2 separate regions of the Sus scrofa genome follow, and region 2 is linked to region 1. A link is a contact called in public Hi-C data. All regions are on one chromosome and are shown on one strand. Each heading gives the region's core, a stretch centred on a gene start, on an enhancer-like site or on the middle of the called end of the contact. The rest is flanking DNA. Distances are from core to core; before and after follow the strand shown. Region 1 has its middle 31 kb from the start of CYSLTR2. Region 2 overlaps LOC110255759 (a long non-coding RNA gene).

Evidence for each region. Hi-C and Micro-C count contacts between places; a contact is called where the count stands out from the background.
Region 2: a Hi-C map of embryonic fibroblasts shows a contact between it and region 1, with 5 times the contacts expected there. The contact joins two enhancer-like sites. A contact is called at or near these places in 4 of 47 Hi-C or Micro-C datasets (adipose tissue, embryonic fibroblasts and subcutaneous adipose tissue) and 2 of 2 datasets of contacts at active chromatin or transcription factors (alveolar macrophages and skeletal muscle).

Annotation. Positions count from the first base shown.
Region 1 is chr11:18,977,206-18,982,399 of Sscrofa11.1, forward strand. No RefSeq gene overlaps it. Among named protein-coding and RNA genes, the nearest start is that of CYSLTR2, 31 kb to the right of the region's middle. Within about 2 kb of position 1,921, at least 11 of the 83 cell types and tissues checked have an H3K27ac peak or open chromatin away from gene starts, as enhancers often do. A contact at or near this core is called in embryonic fibroblasts, where this site is marked.
Region 2 is chr11:19,043,877-19,049,199 of Sscrofa11.1, forward strand. LOC110255759 (a long non-coding RNA gene) reads right to left here. Exons shown (of 3, transcript XR_002336552.1): 2 at 1,199-1,364. Among named protein-coding and RNA genes, the nearest start is that of RCBTB2, 35 kb to the right of the region's middle. Within about 2 kb of position 1,320, at least 7 of the 83 cell types and tissues checked have an H3K27ac peak or open chromatin away from gene starts, as enhancers often do. A contact at or near this core is called in embryonic fibroblasts, where this site is marked.

The DNA.
Region 1 (5,194 bases), core at 671-3,170:
GTGATGGTGACGTTACAGTGGCTTGGAGGGACAGAGCATCTTCTGATCTGGAAATGAGTATGGAATCACAGCTTCCGGTTATGTTTTACTTCCATAACCCTGAAAACACAGAGTTCTCTAGAAAGGATTATATTGATATTCCTAAGCTGGTTATGGTAATCATACTTTTAGAACTAAGTTATCACAGGAATGAGACTGCCTCTATCATCTACATGACCTGCAGCTGGCTAGTAAACCAGGAGATGAAACAGCCACACAAAGAATATGTACTCAGTGCCATCTGGGCCTCAGGGACAGTTCTAGGCCTGAGCTGCTGCAATGAACAGAGCCAATGAATCGGTCCTCAAAAAGTTTGCAATATATTGGGAGAGACAAACCATAAGCAAATAAATACATGCAATAGTGTCTAATATATAATGGGTACATATTATAAGGAGGAATAAAGCAGTGTCTAGGGGCAGAGCTGATGTGGGGGGGGGGCACTGTTTTAGATAACGTCGTCAGAGAAGATCTTTTCGGGGGCGGGGGTAGGGGCCATTTAAAAGTAAAGTAATAAGTGAAATAAGAGAATGGTCCGAGTGAACACCTGATGGAGAGCATCTGGGCGGAGGAAACAGCCACGGCAGAGTCCCTGCCCTGGGAGCGTGCTCACTGGCCTCCAGTGGAGGCAGGAGGCTGGCACTGCTGGAGGAAGTAAGAGAGGAGGGACCAGGTGGGGAGTGGAGGCGGGCGAGCCAGAGCCCCGTCACAAGGGGGCTTGGGAGCCATGGTGAGCTGTTGGGATTCTTTACCCGGCATCACGCTGCCTCTTCCAGGGTGGTCACAAGAGAGACACTGGTTTTGAAGACTCAACAAAGACGATGCTCTGGGCTTGCTGGGCATTTTCTTGCCTTCAGTTTACTTGCAAATCAACCAAAACCAGAGCGAAGGTGATGCACAAGATCAAGGATACAAAGAACAAAGCTTCCCAAGGCCGCCCTCATCCTCTGCAGAGGCATAGCCGAGTTCAGACAGCCCAGGTGGGGAGTGGAATCTGCCATCCAGAGGAGCCGGAATCACTGGGCTGAGGAGGGTCATGTTGCCTTCAGGGGCTCTGCCTCAGGTGTGTTGTCGCATTCTACTGTGGACTGAACCGTGTCACCCCCAAATGTATATGTTGAAGCCCTAACCTCCAATGTGACTGTATTTAGAAGTAGGATCTTTAGGGAGGAAATTAAAATCATAAAGGTGGGGCCCTAATCCGAGACAGCTGGTGTCCTTGTACAACGAGGAAGGACACCCGAGCTGGTTCTCTCTCCTCTTCTTCCCCTTTCCTTCTCCCTCTCTCTGTGCAGACAGAGAAAAGGCCACTTGAGGGCACAGTGAGAAACCCCTGTGAAGTCGACTACAAGTCAGTGAGAAGGTCTCACCAGTGCAGAAGATGAAATGGAGTCACTTACGTCAAGGGGTTTTAAAATGGAGCTGCGGAGTTCCCCTTATGTGTCTCGGTGGTAGCAAACCTGACTGGTATCCGTGGTGGCTCGGGTTCCATCCCTGGCCTTGCTCAATGGGTTAAGGATCCAGCCTTGCCATGGGTTGTGGTATGCGTCACAGGCGCAGCTTGGATCCCACGTTGCTGTGGCTGCGATGTAGGCAGGTAGCTCTGGCTCCGATTGGACCCCTAGCATGGGAACTTCCATGTGCCAAGGGTGCGGCCCTAAAAAGCAAGATAAATAAATAAATTCACTAAATATTTAAAAAAACAAAATAGAGCTGGGAGGACATTACCTCACTCAGTGGAACTGTGAACTTGACCTGGGCCAAGCCGCAAATACTCCAAAAACTCTGCAAGAACACCTGCAACTTGCTCCAGTAATGGGCTTCTGCCTAGTGACAGCCTTAGCAACCAAATCACGGGTAGACAAGGCTAGCTTTCTGCCGCCAACACCAATCAGAATTCTTTGTAAACAACTTATGCAACCATTTCCTTTTGTCTTTGACCCCCTTCCCCGACTTTCCCTACCTCATGGGACACTATTTGGGTCGCTACTAAAATCCGTGTGTGGCCAGAAATACAATTCTTTGATCCCAGATAAACACCTTGACGATCCCTGCCTCCTGAGAATGTAGTTTTGACACCAGGAACCAACCCTGATGGCACCCTGATCTTGGACCTCTAGCCTCCAGAACAGAAAGAAAATAAATGTCTGCGTTTAAGCCACCTCATCTGTGGAATTTTGTTGTGGCAGCCTGAGCTGACTAATACACATTCCAATGAGTAGTGTCTGTTATGCATCACCGGCCCCCTCGAAGGCCTGCCAATGCTCTCCTTCACCGTCAGGTTGCAGAGAAGGGCTCCCTCTGACTTCCAGGAAGAGCAGTTTTGTTGCAGGAGGTTGTGCAAGGGAGGTTTGGAATCCAAGATCCCTTAACTTGCTTACGCCTCTCTTTCTTCACCTGTAAGCTGGAGACTACGGGAGCTTCGGGGGAAGTTCTAAATATAAAACGCAATTGAATCAATAGTGGTTGGCATTGTTCATGCATAACGTGTTGTGCTGGGAAGGATTTAAGGGTAGGTATGTATATATATCCCATATGGGAAATTTTTCTTGATAATAATGTTTATGTACATAATAACTGTGAAAGCATTTTGGGAGTCTGATATTTTTAAGTGAGGAGGGTTTTTTTAATTAAACTATCTTTGATTTACAATGTTGTGCCAATTTCTGCTGTATGGCATAGTGACTCAGTCATAAATATATATACATTCTTTTTTATATTATTTTCGAGGAGGTTTTTTCATGGTATTAACAATCTCGCTACTTGTTTAATGTTCTGATTTTGTCATCATTATAATGATCTAAGTATTGTCTCTTAAGATATTAAAAACTTACAGTGTATTTCTGAATTTAAACGTTTAGAAGTATTGGTTTAGGGTTGCAGTGTACTGGGAAATTTGGGGAATTTTACTTTATTAAACTTTATACATTTTAATTTATTAGTTATATAAGTAGTCTGAGAGTATTTAGAGGTTTGTTGATTATTTAATGTTTAAAGAAATGCTGATTACTTAATAAATGTATATGTAGGATTACTGTATTGTGTATCTCCCCAGGACAGCAAAAAGTTGGGGAGAAGTGGGGGCTGTTGAGAATGCAGAGCTGTGAAAGCCGTAAAAAAGAATGAAATAATGCCACTCGCAGCAACATGGATGGACCTAGACATTATCATACTAAGGGATGTTCGATGTGAAAGACAAACATCGTATGATATCACTTACATGTGAAATCTAAGAAAAAGGATACAGATGAACTTATTTGCAGAGCAGTAACAGACTCACAGACTTTGAAAACAAACTTAGGGTTGCCAAAGGAGACTGGGAGGGGGTGTGGGGCGGAGGGGGAGGGATGGACTCGGGGTTTGGGACTGGCATGTGCACACTGTGGTATCTGCAATGACTGACCGACAGGGACGTGCTGCATAACCCGGGGACCTCTACCCGGTATTCTGTGATCATTTCTATGAAAAAAGATTCTGAAAAAGAATGGATGTGTGTATATGTGTAACTGAATCACTTTGCTGTACAGCAGAAATTATCACAACATTGTAAATCAACAATACTTAGTAAAAATTTTTTTTAAATGGGAGAAAAAAAAAGAATGCAGAGGGGTGGGATGTAGAGAGGCTCTGGAGCAGCTGCCCAGTGTTTGAGAGAGAAAGGTGGGAGGAGATTGCTATAGGCTGAGAAAAGGGGCACCTTGTGAGAAACAGAGAGAGACACTCCTGTTTGATATGGAGAGAGAGACACTCCTTCCTGATAGAAACGCCACGGGTTCCAGAAGCTGTAGCCTTGTCCTTTGACCTGGGGACAAAGACCCAATAGATTTCTCATTTTGCCACGTCTCTCTTTGTCAGTTTAATTTTCAGACCCTGCCAGGAACCCTAAAAAAAAGGGGGAAAGAAATTTCTATCCTTACCTACAGATTCCCCCACTAAAATAAGCAAGATTTTTTGAGTGCCTGTAATGTACCCAGTCGTCTGCAAGCTACTTTTACATAAGTTATCTTGTATAATCTTCACAAGCCTACACGATAGCTTTCAATAATTTCAGTTTTACAGATTAGAAAATCAAAAACTTCTAGAGATTGCCTTCCTTGCCCGAGAACTCCGGAGCCAGCGTTCAGACGCAGGTCTCTGGTCTCCCAGAGTGCAAGCCTACCACCTCCCCACGGCGCTCCACTGCTTGGCCGCAGCCTCAGCCTTGAGACTTGTATGTGACCCACAGCCCTCACTACCCTGGAGCTTTTTCTTTCTTGCAGCCTTGTGGCCAAAACAAAAACAAACCAACACAAAATAAACCCATAACCTCTGGTGTAAAAGGTTACGGATTTCAATCCTCCCCGTAGAACAGATGGTCAGGACTGAAATTCAGCCAGGTCTGGATGACTCTTGATTGTGAGCCCACAGCTTTGAGAGTCTGACCTTTTTCATGTGAGATGATGGCTTTATTCCCAGATTTCTGGAGGTGACTTGCTGTTTATAGATGTCTGCATCTGAGAGGAGGCGAAGGAGCCCCACAGTGGCTTTGAGTCATAAGAAATTAGGCTTCCATGACATCACTTTTTGTGCAAAGAGGATTGAAGTCATTTGTTCCAGGAGCCCCTGGGAGCACGTGGAGGCGGATCCAGAAGGCTTGCTTCTCCCTCTGCACATGAGCAAATGCCCACATCCGAACTCTCTCTGTCCAGCACTGCATTCTGCCCAGCATAATCATTGCAATCTTTTAAGTAGGAACACAAGTATGCCCTATTTTCAGAACACCCAAAATAGAAAAATTCAAATACAAAGAACAGACAAATCAGAGGCCAACACATCACAAAATAATTATTTGCTTTAAGTAAATATTCGCTGCCTGATTTCATTTGCGGGGCAGACTCCCCAAAGGCATTTGAAATGTAAGATGATTAATAAAAACTCTATTTAAGGCAAATATCTGGTAGCACAGAATAGCTGGCATTTCTGTAGGGTTTTTCCGATTTTTAAAGGCTTTGATGTGTGTTTTCATATTTTATTTTGTCCTCATGACCACTTTGCACCATGGGGCAAGTATGCTCATTCCCGTTTTACAGATGAGAAAACTAAGGCAAAGAGAGCTGAGTCCTTGGCCCAAGGTCACAGAGCTGGAAAGTGTCAGAACTGAGGCTGGATTTTAGCT
Region 2 (5,323 bases), core at 70-2,569, 66 kb after region 1:
TTAGGACACTGGGGAGATTCATTCCCGAGGAACGTGCTCGCAGATTGGCCATTTACTTCCTCCGTCAGGCTGCAGAGAGGGCCAGCCTGGCATGGAAGGGAGCAGGCCTCCAGCAGGAGCTGGGCCCCGGGGGGGCCTCTGCCAGGGTCGCTCCTCTGAGGGCACAGGGTCTGGTATGTAACAGAAATTGAGAAATATCTGAATATATGAAAACTCCCTTTTATCCACTCTTATGTGTGCTCTGCAAGAAGCAGGATGATTCAGGATGACAGAACAAACATCTCTGGTTGGGGGGGGCGGTGGCCATGCCCACAGCATATGAAATTTCCTGAGCCAGGGATCCAACCCACACCACAGCAGTGACGCAAGCCGCAGTGACAACTCGGGATCCTTAACACACTGCACCACCAGCCGCAAGAGGACCTCACAAACATCTCTGTCGAGGTCAGAGAGAGAAAGGGATGTGAGAGGGTGATTCTAGAAGAACATTCAGGCCTGGAGTAGCTAAGGAAAATCAACTTTTGGGGATTGGCTCTTCCCAGGGACTGTTTATATGTTCTTTGTGTCTAGAAGCCCAATCTTGGGGCTACTCCAAGCTCAGACCAAACTCACTAGAGACCAGAATGCAATTAATTAATTTTTAGAATGCCTAGGGGACCGGGTATCAGAATTAGCTAATCAACCCTTCTCTTCCTCCAAAACAATGCAATTGGGAGCCAGATCCATTAACTGAGTTCCTAGGGGGCCAGTATGAGCCCTTATTACTCTCACTCCAACCCCTAGCATGGTGAATAATCACTCCAAAAGTTACTTCTTCATGGAAAGTAAGCTCCAGAAGGGCAGGCCTCTTTGCCTTTCTTGTTCAGCGGGGTATCAGGCTCCTAAAAAGAATGCCCGGCACAGAGCATGTGCTCGATGACCATTCGTTGAAAGCATGAAGAGTTCCTTCATCAAATGAGGATAAGGAGGACTTGGTTGTCCTCTTGTGCGGCCCGATCCAGCCGTCATCTCTGCTAAGAATACAGAGCTGCCAAGCAGATGTGCTCCACTGGCATTTTTGGCTGGATGACCCTGAAGACATCGAGCACACTCAGCTCCCTGACCTCGCTTTACTCTGCAGATCTGCCCTTGGGCTGTCACATTTTTTTCCCCTTCAGACAAGGTACAAGCCAGCTCTAACTTTCTTGATCACACCTACCTCCTGATGCCTGCATCTTGACCCCTGGTCACCTCACTTGAACGTGGGGGAGACTTGCTAGAGTCTTGGGGGAGGTACTCTTGAGCACATGGTGATTCACCCTCGTTTCCTCCACAAAGGGCAGCTGAGTTTCCAAGTTCAAGGCTCCCAGGAGTTTAGTCACTGTCTGTAACAAGGAGTCATGGAACATGCAGGCAGCCAGGAAGTAAAAAAAAACCCATGCTCTGCCTCCAAACACGAGATCCCCTTGAGCAAACAGCTACACTGTTCATTGTCAAGTCTAACATTTTCATAACGTCTTATGGGTTAACAACACTCTTACATGTGATATTGCTCTTTCTTATTATTACAGTATCGCTGATATATATGTATAACTGGATCACTTTGCTGTATAACTGAAACTAATACAGCATTGTAAATCAAGTATACCTCAGTAAAAACTTTTTTTTTTTTTTTTTTTTTTTTTGTCTTTTTGTCTGTTGTTGTTGTTGTTGTTGCTATTTCTTGGGCCGCTCCCACGGCATATGGGGGTTCCCAGGCTAGGGGTTGAATCGGAGCTGTAGCCACCGGCCTACGCCAGAGCCACAGCAACGCGGGATCCGAGCCGCATCTGCAACCTACACCACAGATCACGGCAACGCCGGATTGTTAACCCACTGAGCAAGGGCAGGGACCGAACCCGCAACCTCATGGTTCCTAGTCGGATTCGTTAACCACTGTGCCACGACGGGAACTCCATTAAAAACTTTTTTAAGGAAAAAATATTCTTGACTTACAATATTAGTTTCAAGTGTACAAGATACTAATTCTGTATTTTTATAGAAATATGCCATAGCAAGGTCTTATAAAATATTGACTATATTCCCTGTGCTGTACTTTATGTCTTTGTAACTTATTTATTTGGTGCTTAGTAGTTTGTGCTTCTTAATCTCTTTCATCTGTTTTGTCCCTCCTCCCACCCCTTCCCCTCTGGTCACCGCTTGTTTTGTTCTCTGGTATCTCTGGATCTTGATGCTCATGATAACCACTTGTCAGAAACACAGTAAGGATGAGAGAGCCGTTTCACAGAAGAGGACACGGTGCACTGAATTTCAGTGCCTGGACTCAGCTGACGCTGCTCGGTGAAGAACGGAGCAGGAATTCGAGCTGACTTTGTAGGACCCCGTCTAGAAATCTTCTGTTATATCCTCTCCCTCTATCCTCTCCCGTTAGGGTCAACTTCAAGCGGAGGGTAGTGACTGAACCCACTGGTGTGTCCAGGTCCTCAAGGGTAAGCCGATCAGCAGTAAGATAGGAACAAAAGCACCAAGTAGCCACAGTGCTAAAACCTCTACTCTGTCCCTAACCCCACCAGCACTGCTTCCCAAAATCGTTCTGAAAACCCCACTAAAGTCAAGGAATTTTAAAAGTATAAATCCACAAAGATCAGGAGGACACTAGAGGAAACAATGATGGGCAAGAAGTGTCAACAGTCTTATTTTATTTTTTTATCTTTTTGCCTTTTCTAGGGTTGCTCCCGCGGCACGTGGAGGTTCCCAGGCTAGGGGTCCAATCGGAGCTGTAGCCACCAGCCTATACCACAGCCACAGCAATGGGGATCCTTAACCCACTGAGCAAGGTGGGGGACCGAACCCGCAACCTCATGGTTCCTAGTCGGATTCGTTAACCACTGAGCCACGATGGGAACTCTAACACAGTTTTAGAAGATGCTAAAAGATTTTGGACATTCAGGGGTTGTTATTTGTGTAGAACTTAGATTATGATGGCACAGAAAGTAGAACAATAAGACAAAGAGATTGATACTTGGGAAGGGGTAAGAAAATTAGGGGATTGATATCCGGTGGTACAGTATCGGACTAGTAGGAGATGAGAGGAAGGGAGACTTGAGAGAATAGAGGGAAGAAAATTTCAAGGAGTGAATACGAGAACATGTAACCAGGCTGAAGGGAATCAGTCTCTGGGTTGAAAGGAGCCCACTAACTATCCAAAACAATAAGTGAAAAAGACCCCCACGGCACAGCATCTCGAAACTGCAGGATTCCTGGTGTAAAGAGAACATGCTAAATGCTTCCAATCAGATGGAAAGGACCAAGAAGCAAAATGACTGGGTTTCACAACACCCCTGGAAGCTAGACGATCTTGGAGAGATGTTTCAAAATTCTAGGACACCAGGCTATAAGTGAATATGTAGATTTGAGACATTTTCAGATGCCCAAAATCTGGAAAGGTTGTATGTCTCGTGTCTGCTTTCTCAAAAAGCTGCCAGTCAAAAGAGCAAATGTGAGAAGAAAGGGGAAAGATGAGTCCAGGAAGGAAGGGCAAGGCAGTGGATCCAGAACTAGGACCCCACTCAGGAGAGCAGTGAGGAGGGAAGCCAGGAGCCTGGCAGGGCAGCCACCTGGATGGGGAGAAACCACCCCATTTTCCGGCAGGACTCCAGAGGAATGAGAGGAACCGATAGATTGCCTGATGGCTGTGATCATGTTTTACAGATCACTTGGCCTCTTTAGAAAGAATTAAAGAGCAGCAGAAAAAGATAACCAAGCAAACATGAAACGTAAGGCAAATATTAACTCTGGACACTCTACATACCGTATAAGAAAGGGAATATAATTGTGAGCTCAGCAGTGGACATTTCCACCGTGCTAATAATGAATATTCCTTTTTTTTTTTTTTCTTTTTTCTTTTTAGGGCCACACCTGCAGCATATGGAAGTTCCCAGGCTAAGGGCCCAAGCGGAGCCATAGCTGCCAGCCTATACCATAGCCACAGCAACAAGGGATCCGAGCTACATCTGCCACCTGCACCACAGCTCACGACAATGCCAGATCCTTAACCCACTGAGGAAGGCCAGGGATTGAACCTGCGTCCTCATGGATGTTAGATTCATTTCCACTGAGCCACAACGGGAACTCCAATAATGGATATTCTAAATACAGATTTAGTAAACAATATATAACTTCATTGGCAGCTGCAGGAGAGAGAACTGAGGTCAGAGGGGGAGGGGATGGGGGGTGTCAGGTAGCTAAACTTTCGCCCACCACAGCAGGACAGTCGTAGCTACCATCTGAAACTGACAAGTTGGGAAATAGCTGTATGTGTCTCTTCCTTAGAAACATCCAGTTAAATACAGAAAAAATAGAAGGGGCTTAGAAGGGTTGAAGATAATTGCCTTCAAGGAGCAGGATAAGGAACCCAGAAAGACTGAAATGTGAAGCGGGGAACCCTCTTATTTGTCTTAATCTTTCAGGGCTATTGGACTTAATGTGTGTATGTGTGTGTGCATGTGTGTGTGTGTGTGTGCATAGCACTCATAAATGTTTAAAATGCTCAGCTTATCAGAGAAGGCTAGGCACATTATAAAGAGGTTTCCTTCCAAAATGGCTGGCATTAAGAAGCACTCGTACAGGATGTAAGATGCGAGCTTCAGCTGTTTGAAAAATGCCGCGTGTGGCCCCCTTTGTCCTCCACGCTGAATCCAGGACTGTCCCCACAGCCCCACGCTCTCACTGCAAGATTTCCCCTCAGACTCCGCCTGTGCAGTGACCTGGGCAAACAGGAGCTATTTGTTCTGCATGTCTGAGCACTGAGTTTGCTCTAGGAAAAAGGTCTGTGCTTTTCCGTGGCAGATAAAGGATGTCTCCTACTTTCCCCTCAGGGACTTGGTGGGTTCAGCCCCCTGACCTTTGCCAAAAGCCAGACCTAGCTGCCAACCCCTGTGAGTTCTGGAACCTGCAGGGCCCAATTAAGACTTTTGCGGTCCTTTCCTCCACTGAAAAAATATTGTAAATGTTATTTGGTGACTCTGCTGGCATAAAGATTAGTATAATCCTGGGTGGATTCATTGCTATATATTCATTAAAATCTGTTTTTTGGGAGTTCCCATTGTGGCTCAGCGGTAACAAACCTGACTAGTATCCATAAGGATGTGGGTTCAATCCCTGGCCTTGCTCAGTGGGTTAAAGGATCCGGCACTGCTTGGCTGTGGCCCAGGCTGCAGCTCCGATTTGACCCCTGGCCTGGGAACATCCATATGCCACAGGTGTGGTCCTAAAAAGCAATAAATAAATAAAAATTTTAAAAGCATATGGACAACAAATTCCAGAAGAGTTATTTTTTTAATGT